Linked DNA regions of Sus scrofa: region 1 is linked to region 2. The links are chromatin contacts, called in public HiChIP or PLAC-seq maps. All regions are on one chromosome and are shown on one strand. The core of a region is the stretch at or near the end of the contact, and the rest is flanking DNA. Distances in the headings are between cores, read along the strand shown.

The links. HiChIP or PLAC-seq counts read pairs in DNA pulled down with a chosen protein or histone mark.
Region 1: a contact with region 2 is called in an H3K27ac HiChIP or PLAC-seq map of skeletal muscle, with 7 times the contacts expected there. The contact joins two enhancer-like sites. A contact is called at or near these places in 1 of 47 Hi-C or Micro-C datasets (epiblast stem cells) and 1 of 2 datasets of contacts at active chromatin or transcription factors (skeletal muscle).

The regions. Positions count from the first base shown.
Region 1 is chr13:101,971,876-101,976,759 of Sscrofa11.1, forward strand. No RefSeq gene overlaps it. Among named protein-coding and RNA genes, the nearest start is that of OTOL1, 830 kb to the left of the region's middle. Within about 2 kb of position 2,971, at least 5 of the 83 cell types and tissues checked have an H3K27ac peak or open chromatin away from gene starts, as enhancers often do. A contact at or near this core is called in skeletal muscle, where this site is marked.
Region 2 is chr13:101,249,301-101,254,818 of Sscrofa11.1, forward strand. No RefSeq gene overlaps it. Among named protein-coding and RNA genes, the nearest start is that of OTOL1, 110 kb to the left of the region's middle. Within about 2 kb of position 3,346, at least 9 of the 83 cell types and tissues checked have an H3K27ac peak or open chromatin away from gene starts, as enhancers often do. A contact at or near this core is called in skeletal muscle, where this site is marked.

The sequences.
Region 1 (4,884 bases), core at 1,721-4,220, 720 kb after region 2:
GAAACAGGGGTAAATGAATGCTTAAAGGATGCTTCCCTGACTTGCAGTCTTATGGTGAGATGCTGTCCCAGTCCTTCTAGGTCAGAGAGGAGCTTGCAACAATTGAGGGAAACTCAAAGTGTATGTCACTCCTCTGCACAATACATAAATATTTCTATTTCAGGCTTTCTGTTTTCTTATTTAAATTCACTTTACAGCTGTGAGTTTTGGTTTTGCCAATTTGAATGAGAAGAAGAGGAGAGCAGATATGGGTGACATTGTCAGAAGTTGCCACTTGCCTTGATAGAATTGTATCTAGAGGCAAGCCAAGCAATGTAAGGCAAGCACATTCTTTCTCTCCTCTTTCAAGTGTACAGTTATATTTCATCTTTTTGTGTTAGAAGCTTCAGAAGGCAGACATTTTTACCCTTGTAACAGGTGAGGCCAGGATGACTAGGGATTCAAAACCAATCAATACAAAAATATATAAGCATGGGCATGTTAGAAACAGCTTTCACTTTCTATTCCTTTACTTTATGACCCTAGGCATAGTCAGGCATTCAATATATTGTATTGTTGGTCCCTTTGAATAGAAATGAATTAAATGGAATCACTTGTCTCCCCCCTACCTTGTATAAATAACATAGGAAATATATTTGAGGAGTTCTTTTGTAGTGCAGCAAGTTAAGGATCAGGTGTTGTCACTGCAGGGGCTTGGGTCACTGCTGTGATGCGGGTTCAATTCCTGCCCTGGGAGCATCCATACGCTGAGGGTGTGGCAATAAAACAAAGTAAATATATTTGAATGTGTGCGTATGTTTATGAATAGAGAGAAAAAGAGTCAGGGGAAGAGAGAGAGAGGTCTTTCTCACTTTTTCTAGTAGGGAAGCCTGACTACCAAAAAAAAAAAGATGAATTATATGATCAAAGTCATTGGTAGTTCAGATTTAAATACCCTCCACAGTGTCCTGTCCTCAGAAGCAACAGATGAACCCAAAGAATATGGAAAAATAAAAAGAAGGATAGTTGGTAGTTATAAAGATACATGATTTTTGTTTACTGAAATATTGAGCTGCCATGAGCCTTGTCATGGCTTTCAAGGACCCCCTGTCAAATAGACAACTTGAGTTGATCTGCCTCTCAGACTATCACCTCATCCACTGCACTGTATATCATCTGCAATGTGTTGAATGTCTGTTGGAGAGACCCCACAGAGCAGTGCCTGTGCCTTGGCGTATAAAACGTCATTTTTTTTCCTCTTAAAAGACTAGTAGACTGTGGCTCCTGCACATTTGAGATGATGCTCTTCATGTCTACTCTCAAACTCTCACTGCTCAAATGGGAGAGAAAGAAACAAAGATTGTGCAAATGTGGAAGGGGAAGTGGAGCAAGGGAAAGGGTATATCTTGTATGAAAGGAGGGTCTTACCAGTGCTGCCTCAGGGGTCTTGAATATCACTAATATGAGCCCTCTCACCACTGTGTCCCCTGTATACAGTGGACTGTGTGAAAGAAAACAGACAAACCCAATGGAAAGCCATTTTATAACAGAACAAAACCATATTGGGAGGCCCTGGCACAGCTGATGTCACTTAACTCAAAAGTACATAGTCTGAGATATTTAGCAGAAGAACCTAACATAGCATTTCATTTAATTGTTAGAAGGAACCTGAACAAAACCACCGTGAGCATTTATATTCTATAAGTTAAACTATACACAAGTCATCTAAACATAACCTGTATATTGAAATGCTGCAATGCTTTTAATTGAAGTAATATTTTTTATTAAAAAAAAGAGCATATCATTTTTTGTTAATTTGTCAGAGTTGTTGAAAGTTGGGTTGACAGTGTGGTTTCAATGGATTTAGCCAACTCTGATTAGCTTTTTAACTTTGGTAAGCTCTTAGGTTTTATCATTATGTGTCTTTGCAATTGTGAGGACTGAATAAGATTTTTTTTAATACTCCTTTGAATGGTAGACATATAATAAATGCTCAATAAAAGAATTAATTATAAAACTGAAACTACCTGATAAAGCTTTAAACAAAAGGATAAAATTAGATACCATATCATTACTATATTTCACAGAAATTAATACTAGCAATAGCTTATATGACTGTTATCATGAATTCCTACAACTTCCAGTATGAAGAGAAGAATTAGGCAGATTAGAAATTCATCAAAAACTTTATTTCTTGGTGCAGAAAAAGTGTTAAGAATAATTTCAAGAATATATTTGTTTCTCTTTCTGGTGGTTCCTTTTATGGTCCTAGAAGGGCTGTGTTATAAACAAAAAGAATGCTATTTCAAAGAGTTTAACTGTCATTTGGATAAGAAAAAGGAAGACTAAGACAGTATATTTTTAAATGGAAGAGTCTTAAACATGTTCATCCTTTCCGAGACCTTTTTTCAAGAGGAACAGCAATTATCTAATTGATCCTTTGTGTGTATTTTAGGTTATATTTGGACACCAGTCTGTCTTACCTGACACTATCAGATCACTGACCCTGGAATCAGCTCTCCTAGATTTCTGCTTGATTTCACATTCTCTGTAAACTAGTGTCTCTATTTTAGTAACTGTTTTTCTTTCATCATTGTTGAGATTACAAGAGAGATATGTTCCAGATGATGGGCTGTGGTTTATGGTATAATTACATAGTTTATATTACTTACTACATTTTAAAATATGATTAAGATTCTTTATTTAAAAATGTTTTTCACTTATACATTATTAATTTAAAGTCTTATAATACCCAGTGAATGGCAATCCTGTGTGTTGTTAACATCGTGCAATTGTCAGAATGACGAGTACTATAAAACCCCTTTCCAGTCCCATGAGACAGCTTTTGAAAGCTGTCAGGCTAAATACAGGAAACCATTTTGTTTACTGTGCAGAACTCCTGCAATCGCTGACTGTGCACTGGCAGCATAGTATGTGCTGGCATTGGCCTTCCCTCCTGGGAACGATGTTTTGAGCCTTGCTGCCATTTGAATTCTTGAAATAGAATGGATCAGTTCCAAATAGCATGATTGGTACAGGCAGTACAAGTTTATTTAGAGAGTCTAGGGTTGCCCTTGGTCCTGAAAGAACTAAAGAACTAGTACATCAGTCTTAAACAATCTTTATTTTTGCGTGAGAAATGAAGTCTATAGCATCTGTTTAGGCTGATAGTAAGGTAATAACAAGAGGCAGAATGCAGCAGTATGCGTGAATAATGCATGATTTAAACTTCCCAAAATAAAGCTTAACATGACGTTAACAAAATGAGATGAAGACATATATGTATTTTTATTAACGTGTTCAGGTTTAAGTGGCTTAATACTAAGAGCATTGCATGCTTTTGATATATCCCTATTAAATGAAAATGAGCATGTGTCTTGCTAATGTTAAAAATGGTCTCTATTGAGATGCTTTCTTTTGGCACAAGATGGCACTTTAACTTCAGAGATCCAATGTAATCTCAATGAGCTTTCTCACTGCAAATGGAAAACATTCAGTGGCTCACTCTCTGAAAGCAGAAACCAAAGCTAGAAACAGGCAAAGAAAACAGAGAAGAGTTTTCCAATATAGGAGGTGTTTGTGTTATGATGCAAGTGAGTGTGTGCTGCAGGGCATGTGTTTGGGGCAGGGCAATTGGTGCAATAATCATTTGTTTAATGAGTTTGAATATTGAAAGATAAGTTAACATTTTAATATGAACAAAAGGCACTTCTAGATTTTATTTTTAATTTTAAAACCCATATGTTCCCTCATCAATATAATTTTCTTGAAACATGTTTTATTGAGAATCAGAAAATCCAATTATCATGTTTCCCAATCCGTTATTTGCAGTCTTATTGCTGCTACTACTGCTACAGTGTGCATGTTTTCTTTTCACAAAGAGTGACAGTTCTGGTTCCTAGCTGATTCCTCTGGGACTTGACTGTTCTCATTTACATGCATGTAAAGTTTCTGTATCAATGCACCCTATTACCAGATATCTTCATTGTCTAGTGCTACTTAGGCATCCTCTTGGGAAGCAGCATAGAGTGGTGCTGAATTTAAGATGCATGAGCTTGTCAGAGTCACTCTCGCCCTTCTTGCTTTCATAGCTAGCTGAAAGCATTCCTTGCTCATGGCATTCCCTGCTCATCTTTTCATGGAATGATTTCAGACATGGTACTTAAAATTTTGGGGACAAATTTGTCCTATTCTTAAATTCAAAAGTACCTATTATAAATAGTCAATTATGTGAAAGGAGAGTAATTGGCATTTTTATAAAATTTATTCATATTTTGCTTCATTGTTTTTAGGAAACATACACACAAAAGTGAAGTAATGTCACAGATTAGAATTTTTGAAGGGTTTGTAACAATTCTCATAAAAACAACACCATCGTCTATTGCTATAGTACATAAAGGTCTGCTGATATAAATTTTTCCCTTCACATCTTAAGCCATTAGTCCTTAATCACATCAGCTGAATTCACTCTTGCAAATTTAAGCAGAGAGTGGTTTATGTCATGATGTTTGATAACACATGGACCCTGAAATGGCTAGAGAAACCAAGCTGGGATGTTACACTTAGGACAAAGTCATCAGTAACAATGCCCACCACATCCCAGGATCATCAACAGCTGCTGTTGAGAGCCAATCACTCTGTGAGCATTTGGAGCTACTCCAGAATCAGCAGTACCTTTCTATGCTGTGTGCCAGAAGATGATTCTCCTACACAGCTACTACCTCATATTGTTCCTCCCACATCCATATTTCAAGAAGTCAGCTGGCATAGGTACATGACTGTAACCTGGCCACAAAGGAATCTGGGAGATATACCGTTTTATTTGTGTGTGTGTTGGGGGGGGGTTGTTTGCTTTGTTTTGTTTTCTCCCCTGTATAAAACTGTGTACACAATATGAGAACTGTA
Region 2 (5,518 bases), core at 2,096-4,595:
CATGGCCTAAGATTGTGGAATGAAACGACTGTCAGTGAGGGAGTGCTTGGTCTTTACACAGCCCCCAAAAGAAAAAAAAAAAATGGCAAGTGTATAACAGCAACTGGGAATGGAGGGAATTTAACACTTCCCACCAGGCTGCTGCCCTCCTTTTGCTCCTCGGGAAGATTCGGCAGGAAGAAAAGCCAAGGTTCGGTGGTTTGCTCAGGCATAGTTAATGCACCTGTATCCTCCTGCAGATGTTAAGTCAGATGTGAAATCCATGGAGGACAACTCAAATCAGAAAGTAATGCATTCCATTAGGTGCTTTCTCAGCTTTTCTCTACCCTTTCAATCATGCCCTCTGGTCCTCCCCCATTTGTCATAAAGAAATGGGCTCAAGAAATAAAAGGACAAGCACTAAATAACAGTCTTTGTAGAATAAAACAAATGTGTAAATCTCTTTGCTGGTACTTATTCTAATGAAGAAGATTAAATTCATCTTAAGTATTCACCTGTATAAAAGAGGAGAGCTTTTAAGATGTGAAGGAGCACAGACGCTGTAGTAAGAAAAGGTGGCTAGTTCTGCCAACTACGAAATTTAAGTCTCCGCAGATGTCATTCAGAGCCACCGTACTTATATCAGAGACAGTGGTTCGTAGGATGCCTGGACGGTGGGGGTGGCACTGTCTGACCTTTGTTCTTCATATCCCTCAGGAGAGCAGACAACACCTCTATTTTCAATGTTTCTTCTGAATGATTTCCTGCCTGGTGGATTGACAGGTACTCTGATTATCTGCCTAAGGAAAATGAAGGGATAAACAGCCGAGAGATGAAGATTGACTTGAAAGGAGGACAGCAAGGAGTGTATGTCACACTTGGATAAAGAAGAGTATAAAAAGGGGACTTGCAGAGAAATGTCAGATTTTTAGCACCTAAATAGACTTGAGAGAAAAACACAGCATTTTGCCAAACTGGTTTTTACTTGAATAGTAATGATTTCAGATTGTCACTATTGTAGCTTAGAGATTTATTTGAGAAAGACAAATGCTTGTCTCTTTTATCATGTAGAACAAGGTTCCATAATGGAGATCTTGAGATATTTCATTCAGTTATCTGGGGTGGAGGCTGGGAACAATTATTTTAGAACCTTCTCCTTTTAGGTGGATCTGATGGCAGGCAGGGTGGGGAATTATACTGGTAGAGGTGGGTGGCATGTTCTGGAAATGATTTCTTTGCTGCATTTGATTTTCTCCTGCTATAAATTGACTTATCCCACCCATGTTCTCACTCTTAACTCAACTTTGAATGGTCTTTAGGGCAGATGCTATGCAGCTGAATATCATTACTTAGAAATGGATTTTCTCCCAAGCGGATAGTTAACTGATGAGGGGTAAACTTAAAGACAAGGAAGATGAGGTTAGAAAGAGATTATTACTTAACCTTCTGGTTCCAACAGGTACTTATCATGGTATAAGACTGACTTGTGCTTTCCTTGAACAGAACAATATTGGGGCATATTTTCTAATGTTATGTTAGGGTTTTTGAAAAGAAAAGCAGACAAGAATTGTGGAAAGAAATTATACTATGGCCATGGTAACCAAAAAGAACAGCCAAAGCAAGTGGTCCAAGACTATGTAAAATCAATGTTTATCTGCTCTGTTTTCATCCCACAGAGTTCAGTGATCTAGTGGGTTGCAGGAGAATTTTTTGTCAAAACCAGTTTTACAATGGAGTGATGAAGCCTTTGGAAACATCCTTGTGTTATCTCCTCACTGAATTAGAAAACAGAGCCATGAGCAAAGGCTATTTTTATGAACTTCCAGCCATGTGATCTCTGGTTTGCCCACATATATTGAGACTGAGGCGTGGTAGGGTAGGGGAATTCCCCTGTGTCTAAGACAAATGAGGTCGTTAGTCCTTTATCTCTTTATTCTTGGCCATGACTTACACTGCTTTAGTCCCCAGGCTCACATTGCAACTGAGGGAGGGCATAATTCTTGTCTTTAGGAGGGTGCACAATTTTTTCATGTGTTTTTGAATGTGAATTTGCATTCTCCCAGCTTCACTTATTTTTTATTTTTTATTTTTTTTGAGAACAAAATAACCCGAGTCCCTGATGACTGAATATGAAAAATGCTCTGGGTAGGCTTTGCTTCCAAATCTGCTCCCCAGGCTGTGTTTGTATCTATCCTAGTCCTATGCACATGTCTCCTCTTCACGGGGCCAGGAAAATGCCATGGACAAAGCACAGTGGAAACAGGAGTTCCCAGAGCTTGATCTCTGGCCCCAGTGAACACATTCAGCCCCTCCCTAGCCCAGCTCACATTCACAGCCTGCCCAAATTCATTTATATACTTTTTTTCATTGCAATTTTCTTCTTTCCACATCCCTTTTGCAGGCAGCGGGGTATTCTTGTCATCTTTCACCATGGGGAGGATTTGGAATAGCCAGTAATGTAAATGCTAAGCACCAAACCTCAGAAGAACTTGGTGTCCTATTCGGCAGTTTGTTATTTTCAGCTGCACTAGTCAGAAGGGAAGGATTTTTAAAGATCTGAATAGCTACTATTGTCTTTTGTGCTGGAAACAATGCTGATAAACTTGCTAGCTCATGGCTATATCTGGGTGTCTGTGGGGAGTGATGGGCACACCCCACCTAGCACAGGGGCCCCCATAGAGCAGCTGTTCTGCACAGAGCTTGGCCACTTCTGCCTTCTGCCTCATATGGGTGACACAGCTGGCCAGCTGCCTTGGCTCAGAAAGAGCTTCTCTCAGCTGCCCTGAACGATGCTCCTCGGTTATTCTACCCAGTGTTGCTGAGGTTGTGGCTCAGGGCTCCTTGGAGCTTGCCTTCTGGCCTCCTGCACTGCTCCACTCAACAGCCTGCCTCACTCACTTCCGCCTCCTGCTGGCCCCATTCTCACTGGTTAGATCCAGGAGGGCTGAATGGCAGTGGAACAGTGTATCTAGCCTGGCTTCATTCCAGAAAGGAGGATTTTCTGAGGGGGGACAACACCACTTCAGTGTTGCACATTCTCCCTAACCTTCCAGATGCTGGCTTGACTGTACGTGGGGAAGCTACAATGATAGTGACTTTATCCCAGCCTCTTAAGAGGCCATCACCACACTCAGAGTATGGGGCCCTGATGGCCTTTCAACAGGGAGCAAAGAATGAATGATCCAGACATCTGCATGAGGCTCCTTCAGGTACTGAATGCTTAGGACAAAGCCCCAGATTTTCACAATGCCACAGTTTCCCCCTTCACCCTACTTCCTGCTCTTAGAAAAGGGAAAGCTGAGTACAGTAGTAGCTTTGCTTGTTGGCCAGATCCTTGGCAGAGATCTGAGCTGATAGGAGCCTGGACCAGGTGTGGCTATGTGTGTGTGTGTGGCTTCAGGACTAGCTAGGTGGATTTATGGTGTGGCTGCATGCAGCCCAGGTTCTTGTTGTGGCTCCAGACACCACAGGCACGTGCCATTAGCAAGACCTCTGTTTCCTGCTGTTGATTCCAAGCACACTGCTTTCTGGAGTGTGGCCAAGGTCCACTTTGGTGGGCCAGGCTATGCCAGAGTTGTTGTAATAGCCAGCTCATGACTGATTTATTAGGAAGTCCCTTCAATGTGCAATGGTGGAAAATCACCTCAGTGTCCTTAAGACAACCAGGCAGCCTGCTGCGTGGGCTGTACTCCTCGAGTGAACACAAGATTGTCAGCAGATTCTTTCCTGAGCTGTCACCACTGAAAATTTATGCTGCACATTAGATTCCCCCTTGCTTAGAATGCTGATGATGGATGCAGGCTCTTGATTTCTCCTCATTTTGCAGATGAGTTGGTTTGAAGACTGGAATGAAAACAGGATTGGCTTATCAGATAGCAGCAGTGAATGTGGCATGAAGCCTAGAACCTGGATCTCATTTTCTTCTTTTCCTTTCTTCTTCCATTTGGATTTTCAAGTTGTTCTTTGCATGGTTCACCCTGATCAAATTGGTCTCAAAAACTTTTTTTTTTTTTTTTTTTTTTTTGCTAGAAGCATGTAGTTTCTCAATGTGAGAGGTGACCTAAAAATTAGCTATGCCTACGCTGCCCATAAGGACTTTCTGCTGTGATGCACATGTTCTCTGTCTGCTCTGTTCAGTTTAGTATCCACCAGCCCCATGTGGCTATTGAGCATTTGAAATAAGGCTAATATCACTAAGGAACTGAATTTTAAATTTTATTCAACTTTAATTCATCTAAATTTGAATTTAAATAACCATTTGTGACTATTGACTACTGTAGCGACATGTGTAAATTTATAGACCAACCCACCCATTATAGAGATGGGAAAGTGAGACCCAGGGAGGTTACTTGCCCTAGAAGAGCATGTAGTGAATAGCTGACTCAAGCCATCTAGATTAGTCAGTACCTTTTGTTTGACATCTCAGCATAATTATTTTAAACATTTAATACCTTAAAATATAAAATAAATAGGCTACTACTAAAATACCACTATAATTTGTGCCAGGTTAACCCTTTGCATAATTGTCTTGGATTACACCTAGGGGGAAATAGGGCTGGGAAAGCTTGGAGTGTTATTCCACCAAAGGCCCTAGAGTGGAGCTGTTGTATAACTTCTGAGACTTGCAGCCTCCAAAATCAAAAACCCAGACCAATGAAACATCCACCTCGTTCACTCTTCCTATTCCTGCCCTGTCCACCCCTAACCGCTTATTCTTTTATGTTCAGATCTTTGAATATTTTACTTCCCAGTATAAAGAGAAATAAAATACTCTCTGTGAGCCTACAAAAATAGAATTCCATATGTAGGAGAGCCAAGTCTGAAGTTTGGTTCTTTTTTAAAAAATGCATTGAGAATACTATGTGGACTAACTCCTATAGGAAGTTCAAATACATATTTATCTATTTTTTCAACAGATAAGGTTAAGGTGGTATAAAGTCATAACTCACCACTACTCTGAGGTCATGTTCTTTGAGGACAGTTTTTTTTCTTTTCTTTTTATGGTGGCACTCGAGGCATATGGAAATTCCTAGCTATGGGTCAAATCGGTGCCATAGCCACTGGCCTATGCCACAGCCACAGCCAAAACAGATCTGAGCCGAATCTATGTTCTACCTACACCTCAACTTGCGGCAATGATAGATCCTTAACTCTCTGAGCAGTCCAGGGATGGGACCCACATCCTCAGGACACTATGTCGGGTTCTTAACCCACTGAGCCACAATGGGAACTTTTGAGGACACATTTTAAAATGACATCTCAGAACACTTAAACGTGTCTTGGTCAGAATATCATTTCTGGGAAAGGTGGGACAGCACGTATTTGCAGACTGTGGCAGGATAAGCACATTTGGCAGCTAATGTGAAGGTTTCAGTCTAAGTTTTCTAAAGATCTGATTAAAGGGCAGTGTAATAATATTCTGGATAAGCCACCAAGTGCTTGAGCTCTGAGGCCCCCATATTCGGTGCCTCCCATCCTATTAATGTTGTTCTCTCTCCTGAAAAGAACACTTCATGTAGACATCCAATAATGCTGTGTG